2 separate regions of the Sus scrofa genome follow, and region 2 is linked to region 1. A link is a contact called in public HiChIP or PLAC-seq data. All regions are on one chromosome and are shown on one strand. The core of a region is the stretch at or near the end of the contact, and the rest is flanking DNA. Distances in the headings are between cores, read along the strand shown. Region 1 overlaps ZNF648 (a long non-coding RNA gene). Region 2 has its middle 26 kb from the start of ZNF648.

Evidence for each region. HiChIP or PLAC-seq counts read pairs in DNA pulled down with a chosen protein or histone mark.
Region 2: an H3K27ac HiChIP or PLAC-seq map of alveolar macrophages shows a contact between it and region 1. The contact joins two enhancer-like sites. A contact is called at or near these places in 2 of 2 datasets of contacts at active chromatin or transcription factors (alveolar macrophages and skeletal muscle).

What each region holds. Positions count from the first base shown.
Region 1 is chr9:123,600,267-123,603,840 of Sscrofa11.1, forward strand. All of the region lies in intron 7 of ZNF648 (a long non-coding RNA gene), which reads right to left. Among named protein-coding and RNA genes, the nearest start is that of ZNF648, 100 kb to the right of the region's middle. Within about 2 kb of position 1,950, at least 12 of the 83 cell types and tissues checked have an H3K27ac peak or open chromatin away from gene starts, as enhancers often do. A contact at or near this core is called in alveolar macrophages and skeletal muscle, where this site is marked.
Region 2 is chr9:123,730,757-123,734,580 of Sscrofa11.1, forward strand. No RefSeq gene overlaps it. Among named protein-coding and RNA genes, the nearest start is that of ZNF648, 26 kb to the left of the region's middle. Within about 2 kb of position 1,480, at least 9 of the 83 cell types and tissues checked have an H3K27ac peak or open chromatin away from gene starts, as enhancers often do. A contact at or near this core is called in alveolar macrophages and skeletal muscle, where this site is marked.

The DNA of each region.
Region 1 (3,574 bases), core at 700-3,199:
AAAGACATCCAGCATCCAACAACTTCATTGATGGTATTCGCAGACTTCTAAGACCAACTTTATCTCCCTTCTCTACTCACCTTCTCACAGATGTGCCTACTGATGTAAGAGGAGGTGGGCCTGTTATGCTACTACATGCAGGTGCTGGGGCAATAACACAATTGTGGCTTCCAGGATATATAATGAAAATTGCCACCACCAGAGTCCGTAGGATATGATGTGTGTACCAAAGATTCAGGTCGCCATCTCCTTTAGTTTCAATAATGGATTGTTCCATTGGAACAATGTTTAATGATCACTTTCTAAATTCCCGCAACATATCGCCCCAGGTCATCCGGGGTCCATAGGCATGGCCTTCACTCTTAAGCCCACCTCCTCCAAACCACTCCGGCGCATCCTTTCCTTGCCCGAATTCTAAATTCTCTATTTTTAACCCATGGTCCTTACCACCGAGTCCCACAGCTCATCTCTCGGATTTCTCCATGTATATAGTATTCTTTGTTTCCACCTAGATGGCAGTTTCCCTCTTTGTCCTTCCCCTTCTTCCCTGGCACATGGCATTGGACTCGAACTGCTTGTCGACGGAGCCCACGAAGTCCCTACTTAGTGTATGTTCCTTCGGAAGGAGAACAAGCTAAAGACGGTGTCTCCACATCTCCTCTGAAGACAAAGTTCAGCCAGAAGGGAGAAGCATGAATTTCTGATGAGGGATCTGACAACGTGAAAGAGTCTTTGCTGAATTTTCCAGATGTTGCCTATAATTCCCCAAGTGTGTTGGGTAGACACTTAGCTGCCTGAAACAGATAACACTCACTCACTCGGGCTTAAACAATATGAATGCATTGCTTCAGATAACTAAAAGTCTAGAAATGGTTTGGGTTCCAGGAGAGATACGGTTCAATGCTGCTCAGTAACCTCATTAAGCACAGGGGTTATTCCAGCCCTTCCATTCTGCTGTCCTTTGTGGAAAGGTTGGTTATTCTCAATATAAAAGACGGCTGCCCCTGGATATCAGGCTGCTGCTCCTTGTTCACACCCAGCAGGAGAGAAATGAGTGAACGTAGCGTCTCCCCAAAACCTTCTCCTTTAGTCTGATTGGGTCAGAGTAAGTCATGTGTTCACCAATGATTCAATAACAGCTTCCAGAAGAACGCTATATTCTGAACGATGTCAATCAAGGCTTCTTAATAGCAGCATTAGTGATATTCTGGATGAATTGATCCTTGTTTCCAGGCCATTCAATATATTGTAGGATACTTAGCAGCGTCCTTTGGCTTTATAATTACCTATCATCACAGGTCATGTGAATTAAAGATGTTTCCAGACATTGCTGAATGGCAGGAGAGGGGAATTGCCCCTGGTGGAAAAGTTCTGGTGTAGACCAATCAAGTTACTCATCAGCTCATCTGTTTTCTCATCTGTAAAATGGGAATCATGATGGTAGCACTCTCATCTGATCATTATGAGAATTAAATGAGTTACTTTATGTAACAATACAGAGTAGAGTAGGCACTATGTAAGTGTTAGCTGTAACTTTTATCCGCTACTTCTAGTGACTGGAATGGAGGAGGCACTCAATAACTGTTTTCTGAATGAGTGAATTCAGTGAAAACGTCATTTGTATCCAGGTAATACTGAAGCAGTTCAGAAACATGGTATTCTGTAATACCAGTCCTGCTGAAAATATCTATCTGAGACTGGGATTACACTCTGTGGAGCATTTAATTTCTTCAACTGAGAAGTAACCCTGTGTTTCCACTGGAATGGAATGGAATGCCTTATTATACATACAAAGGTAAAACCTGGTGCCCTTCAGAATTTATATGGTCGTTAAGAATGAGAAGGGTGAGCTAGTAGGAATCGGTATTCTTAGACGGACCTGCTGATTCATTCATTTAACATTGGAGTGAGTCTTCTCTGTGCTACGTCCTGGAAAGCAGTGCTGAGAGCATTTCCTTAGCTGAATGCTGAAGAGTTGGAAAGCAGTGCTGAGAGTAGTATCTTGATGACCTAAGTCTAAAAGTGCATTTTTTTCACTTTGTTACTGCTGATAATAATGTTCATATGTGAACAGTGCCCCCGTACGGGTTTCAAAAGGACTTTCACGTGCCTCTCTGAAATTATGAGTGGGAGTGAATCCATTTCACAAAGCTATTTTATCTCTAGAAGCTGAACTTAAGGAGTCCTGAAGGAAAACTCAAACAGGCCACACAAATTGGCCAGCGTTCAAGGCCTGGAAATCACTAAGGCTGAGGCAGCCAGCTGGTGATCATAAAGCTTTTCATGTGAGGACGGTGGTGATACAAATGCTTCTTCAGGGACATTTCTTGGAAAATTAAAACACATGGTGTGTGGACACACCAAGGGTTAGGCCCCACTCTGTGACCTCATGTAACCCTCATCCCTGCATAAAGGTCATATCCAAATATTACTTTAAGTAATAAAGAGCTTCTAGTTAAAAGCACCGTGGGTGTAAGAGGAGAAGACCATACTGAAATGCTGCTAATATAGATCAGGGGAAAGATTTACAAAACCACATTACACCTAAGGAATCACTGACAAAGAGAATGGGGCAGGAGGCCGCACCAGGTAAGAAACAGGGAAGCTGGGAAGAAGAGGGGGTGTGTGTGTGTGTGTGTGTGTTGTGAGTGTGCATGAGATGTATGTGTGAGCCTGTGAAGCATATTGACGTGTGTGTGAGTATGTGAAGGGTATGTGCGTGTTGTGTGTTGTGTGCGTGTGTGCATGTGTGTGTAGGGAAGTTGCAGGAAGAAGAAGGTCTCTTCCTCCCAACAGGAAGTTGTCTTAGTCAGCTCGAGCTGCCATAACGAAACACCCCGGCCCGAGTGGCTTAAACCACAGACGTCTATTTCCTACAGCTCTGGAGACTGGGAAGTCCCAGATCGAGATGCGACCCAATCTTGTTCCTGGTTGGCTTAAGGAAAGCTACCTTGTCATCGTGATCTCACGTGGCCTGTCCTCTCAGAGGGCACTCGAGCGTCTCTTCCTCATCTTAGAAGGGCACTAGTCCTTTCAGATCAGGCCCCACCCTTGTGACCTCATTTAACCCTCACTATTGCAGAAAGGTCCTGACCCAAACACACTCACATGGGGAGGTGGGACTTCAACATACAAAGTTTAAGGGGAAATAGTTCCTTCTATAGCAGAAGTCAGTAGAGGATAGGAAAATGATAAAATCAAGAAGCAGCCTGTTATTTAGAAAAATGATGGCGAATGTAACAAGTAGCTAAGACTTAGGAGAGAGTGCGCTTGGGGCCAAAAAACAAACAAATAAAACAGCAACAAACACACACACACACACAAAACCCCAGGGTACAAAGGACCGAAGCAGGGGATGTGGGAATTTGCTAATAATTATTATTATCTGCCTTTAAATTTCAGTTCCTCCATGAAGGTTCATTTGACTGAAGTTTGACTGATTAAGGCTGGGAAGAAGAGGAATAGATGGGGTGCCTTGTCATTTATCATCCAAGCTGGGGCGCATGTGAGAATGAAAGAGAGCACTATTAATGACATGGGGACAAGAGGTGCAAATGGAACAACCCTGGATAAT
Region 2 (3,824 bases), core at 230-2,729, 130 kb after region 1:
TACAGAAGTAGGAGTTCCCGTCATGGTGCAGCAGAAACAATCCGACTAGGAACCATGAGGTTGCGGGTTCCATCCCAGGCCTCACTCAGTGAGTTAAGGATCTGCTGTTGCTGTGAGCTGTGGTGTAGGTCGTAGACACGGCTCAGATCCTGCATTGCTATGACTGCGGTGTAGGCTGGCAGCTACAGCTCCCATTCGACCCCTAGCCTGGGAACCTCCATATGCCGCAGGTGCAGCCCTAAAAGCTCAAAAGACAAAAAAAAAAAAAAAGAAAAAGAAAAAAAAGGAATACAGAAATAATTCTGGGAGCTGCAAAAGCCATCTTTAGATCATGAGAAAAGCCACTTTCTAAGGGTGGTGGAGCAAAACCATCTGAGTTTGGGACCTTAATTACATCCTGATACTATGGCATAGCCTGGCAGCTACCTCTGACTTCTTATAAGAGGAAAATAAACCTTGTTTGAAGTTAAGCTCATAGTCAGGTTCCAAATGTGGACACATGTTGTCTAACAAACACACAAGGGTCTAAAGAGACTTGTTTGGGGGAAAAATAGAGATGCCGGAAAGGCCTTAGCCTAGCCCTGGCTTTGAAAACATAAAAGAATTGCTCCTTCATCCCAAGGTCCCCTGGGACCACCAGGCCTAGACCATCTGCCAGACACACCAGGCTGTCAGACAGACACACAGCCCCCAAAGACTCAGGGAGGAGTTCCCGTCGTGGCTCAGTGGTTAACGAACACAACTAGTATTTATGAGGACTCAGGTTCCATCCCTGGCCTCCATCATGGGTTAAGGATCCAGCGTTGCCATGAGCTGCAATGTAGGTTGCAGACGCTGCTGGGATCTGGTGTGGCTGTGGTTGTGGCGCAGGCCGGCAGCTACAGCTCCCGTGAGACCCCTAGCCTGGGAAACTCCATATGCCACAGGTGTGGCCCTAAAAAGACAAAAAATAAAAACCTCAGGGAAACATGGAATGGAGGGGTGGGGGGTGCACAGGGCTTCACATCCCCCTAAACAAAAACACAGCAGAGGGACAGGCTGCTGAAGAGCTGAGTATCCGCACATTGACCCCAGTGTTCAGGGCCAGAGAGCCACTCCACATATAGCAGCAGCAAGTGTGGCGAGGGAAGGGCAGGGGCTTTGGCAGCTGCGTGTTTTGAACCTGCCTGGGCAGCTCCCTGAACATTTGTTTCTAAAGCAGGCAAGGCAAGGGGACATTTCAGGGAGGAAAATGGAGCTGAGGAGAAGGGAAGAGAAGAATGTCACACACCCTCGAAACGGATTCTATCCCCCTAGGCAATCTAGGTCATTGCAGATGGGCCAAGTCTCCCCTGATGGGATTCCCTGAGCCTAACCACACCCTAGACTGGGACTGGGCCAAGGGTCAGCTAGACCAGAGCTAGGCTAGACTAGAGGCTGTTTGAAAGTCAAAGGAGACCAGAGTGTCAGTCAGCGACAGGAAAGGGAAGGAGCCTTTTGAGAAGGAGTCAACGGGGTGGAGCTACTCAGAGAGGCTGGGAGGATGGGGCTGTGGCCAGGAGGCCAGGCAGCATAGGAGCTGGGTTTGGCCATCTTTACCAAGAGATGGCAGGCAGGGAAGAAAGGGACAAATGTGGTAGTGGCTTTAACAACGCAGTGACGTAGAGGAAAGGAGGGAAGTTCGGGCAAGAGAGGGAGCCAGCAGGACTGAAAGGGCACAGAGTGGGACTTCAGACTGGCAGGCAGCAGCCAGGCCCTTCTCCCTCTGCCACCTCAGCTCCTAGGATGCCTACTCTCCCTTTTTTTTGCTGTTAGGGTCCTTTCATCTTTTTTGCTTTGAAGATCTCCAAGAGAACTTGAACTTCAGCTAGACAATCTTAAACATCAAATATTTTTAACATCCAAAGACATGAGGCACAACAGTCAATTCCAAGTGACAAGGCTATTGTGACCATTTAAATCACGCTGCAGAGAGCCAGCCCTCAACAGAAACCTAAGAATGTTTCCCAATGAAGCCTAAAACTTGAAAGTGAGCAAGGAATTGGAACCACCTGATCCAACCCCTTTACTTTATAAATGAGAATCTGAAGGTCAGAGAAGGAGGGGAATGGCCCAAGTGGTACAGCTAGTCAGGGTATTATAAAAGGAAACATAGAAACATATACCAGGAACTTTCCACCTGACAGCCCTTGATTCCTTTAATTTTTGCTTATTTGTTTTGTTTTGTTGGGCCACACTTGCTGCATGCAACCCTTGCCACAACAGCAGCCACCCAAGCCACTACAGTGACAATGCTAGATCCTTAACCCACTGCGCCACAAAAGAAGTCCTAATTCATTTAATTTTTACGTCAGCCCTATCAAGTAGATATTCTGACAGGTAAAGTAATTCATCTGAGGTCACACAGAGACTGTTAGGGGGAGAGCTGGGGTTTGAACTCACATACTCTAGCTTCAGAAAGTCTGTGCCCTTAACCATTTTTATTCTCTTGCTTCTCTCAGTAGCTTTTTCTCCACTCTTTCCAAGCTACCTCCACTGTCCCCTATCCCTCTGCCTCTTTGCACCGCATCCCCCCAACCTGCCACCTCTTTTCAATGTCAGTGGGGGTCCTCACCCTTGCTCCTGTGCTCTGATAGAGGCAGGAGAGAAGGATGGACTTTTTGCAGTATGAAGAGAATGGCAGAGGAAGCATGAAAGGGTGATGGCTGCCCTGGAGGCCATGGAAAGGGCTGAGGCAGAAGCCTAGGAGGATCAGGCCTTACAGCTTCTGCTGAGCTCCTGGGGTGAACTGGCCTCCTCTCCCCATCTCTTGTTTGGAGCCGGAAGTTGTCAGGTGGTGTTCATGGAGACTTGGTGAGGTGGGAACCTTGATAAGCCGTGGGAAATGGTACGAAAAATTTGATCATATGCGTTTTTTCACATCATGCCTCCTCTGATACAAAAGCTGACGCAGAAGGAACCAGACTCTTGGTGTTGCCCTCTCCCACATCTCCTGGGATCCCAGGAAAGACACCATGGTAGAGGCAAGATTACTGGGGCTGAGTTAGGAAATTAGGGTTCAAATTCTAGCCCTGCCACTTCACTAACTTGTTTGGCCTTAAGCGCATCATCACATCATTTCTTGGCACCTCAGCTTATTCATCTGTGAAGTGAGCAAGAGCGCCCAGCTCAAGCTTGGCAGGCAGGTGGCCTGCATAGACTCTTGGTCACAACTGAATCTGGGGAGACAGGCAGCCCCAGCTTTCAGGAGAAAACCTGAGCAAGACTCCTAGCTCGAGGGTCATGGTGGCAGCATCTAATTGAAGGAGAGCCCCATGCTGTTTGATTTGAAGCTATATTTGCATAGACAGCACACTGGTTTGGTTTGGTTTGGTTTGGTTTGATACTAAAAAATTCTATCTGGAGCTCCTGTTGGGGTACAGCAAAAATGAATCTGACTAGCATCCACAAGGATGCCAGTTCGATCCCTGGCCTCACTCAGTGGGTTAAGGACCCGGTGTTGCAATGAGCTGTGGTGTAGGTTGCAGACACAGCTTGGATCCCACGTTGCTAGAGCTGTGGCGTAGGTTGGGAGCTGAAGCTCCAATTTGACCTCTATCCTAGGAACTTCCACATGCTACTGGTGTGGCCCTGAAAAAGAAAGAAAAAAAAAATTCTATCTCATCATAACATAAACATAATAGGGAGCTATTAATAAATTAATTTTAAACATTTTCATTATAAAGTAATACATTCTCATTTCTAAACATTTCAAAATGTAAGAGGGAGTTCCCATTATGGCTCAGCAGGTTAAGAACCCAAATGGACCCATGAGGATGCAGGTTCGATCCCTGGCCACGCTCAGT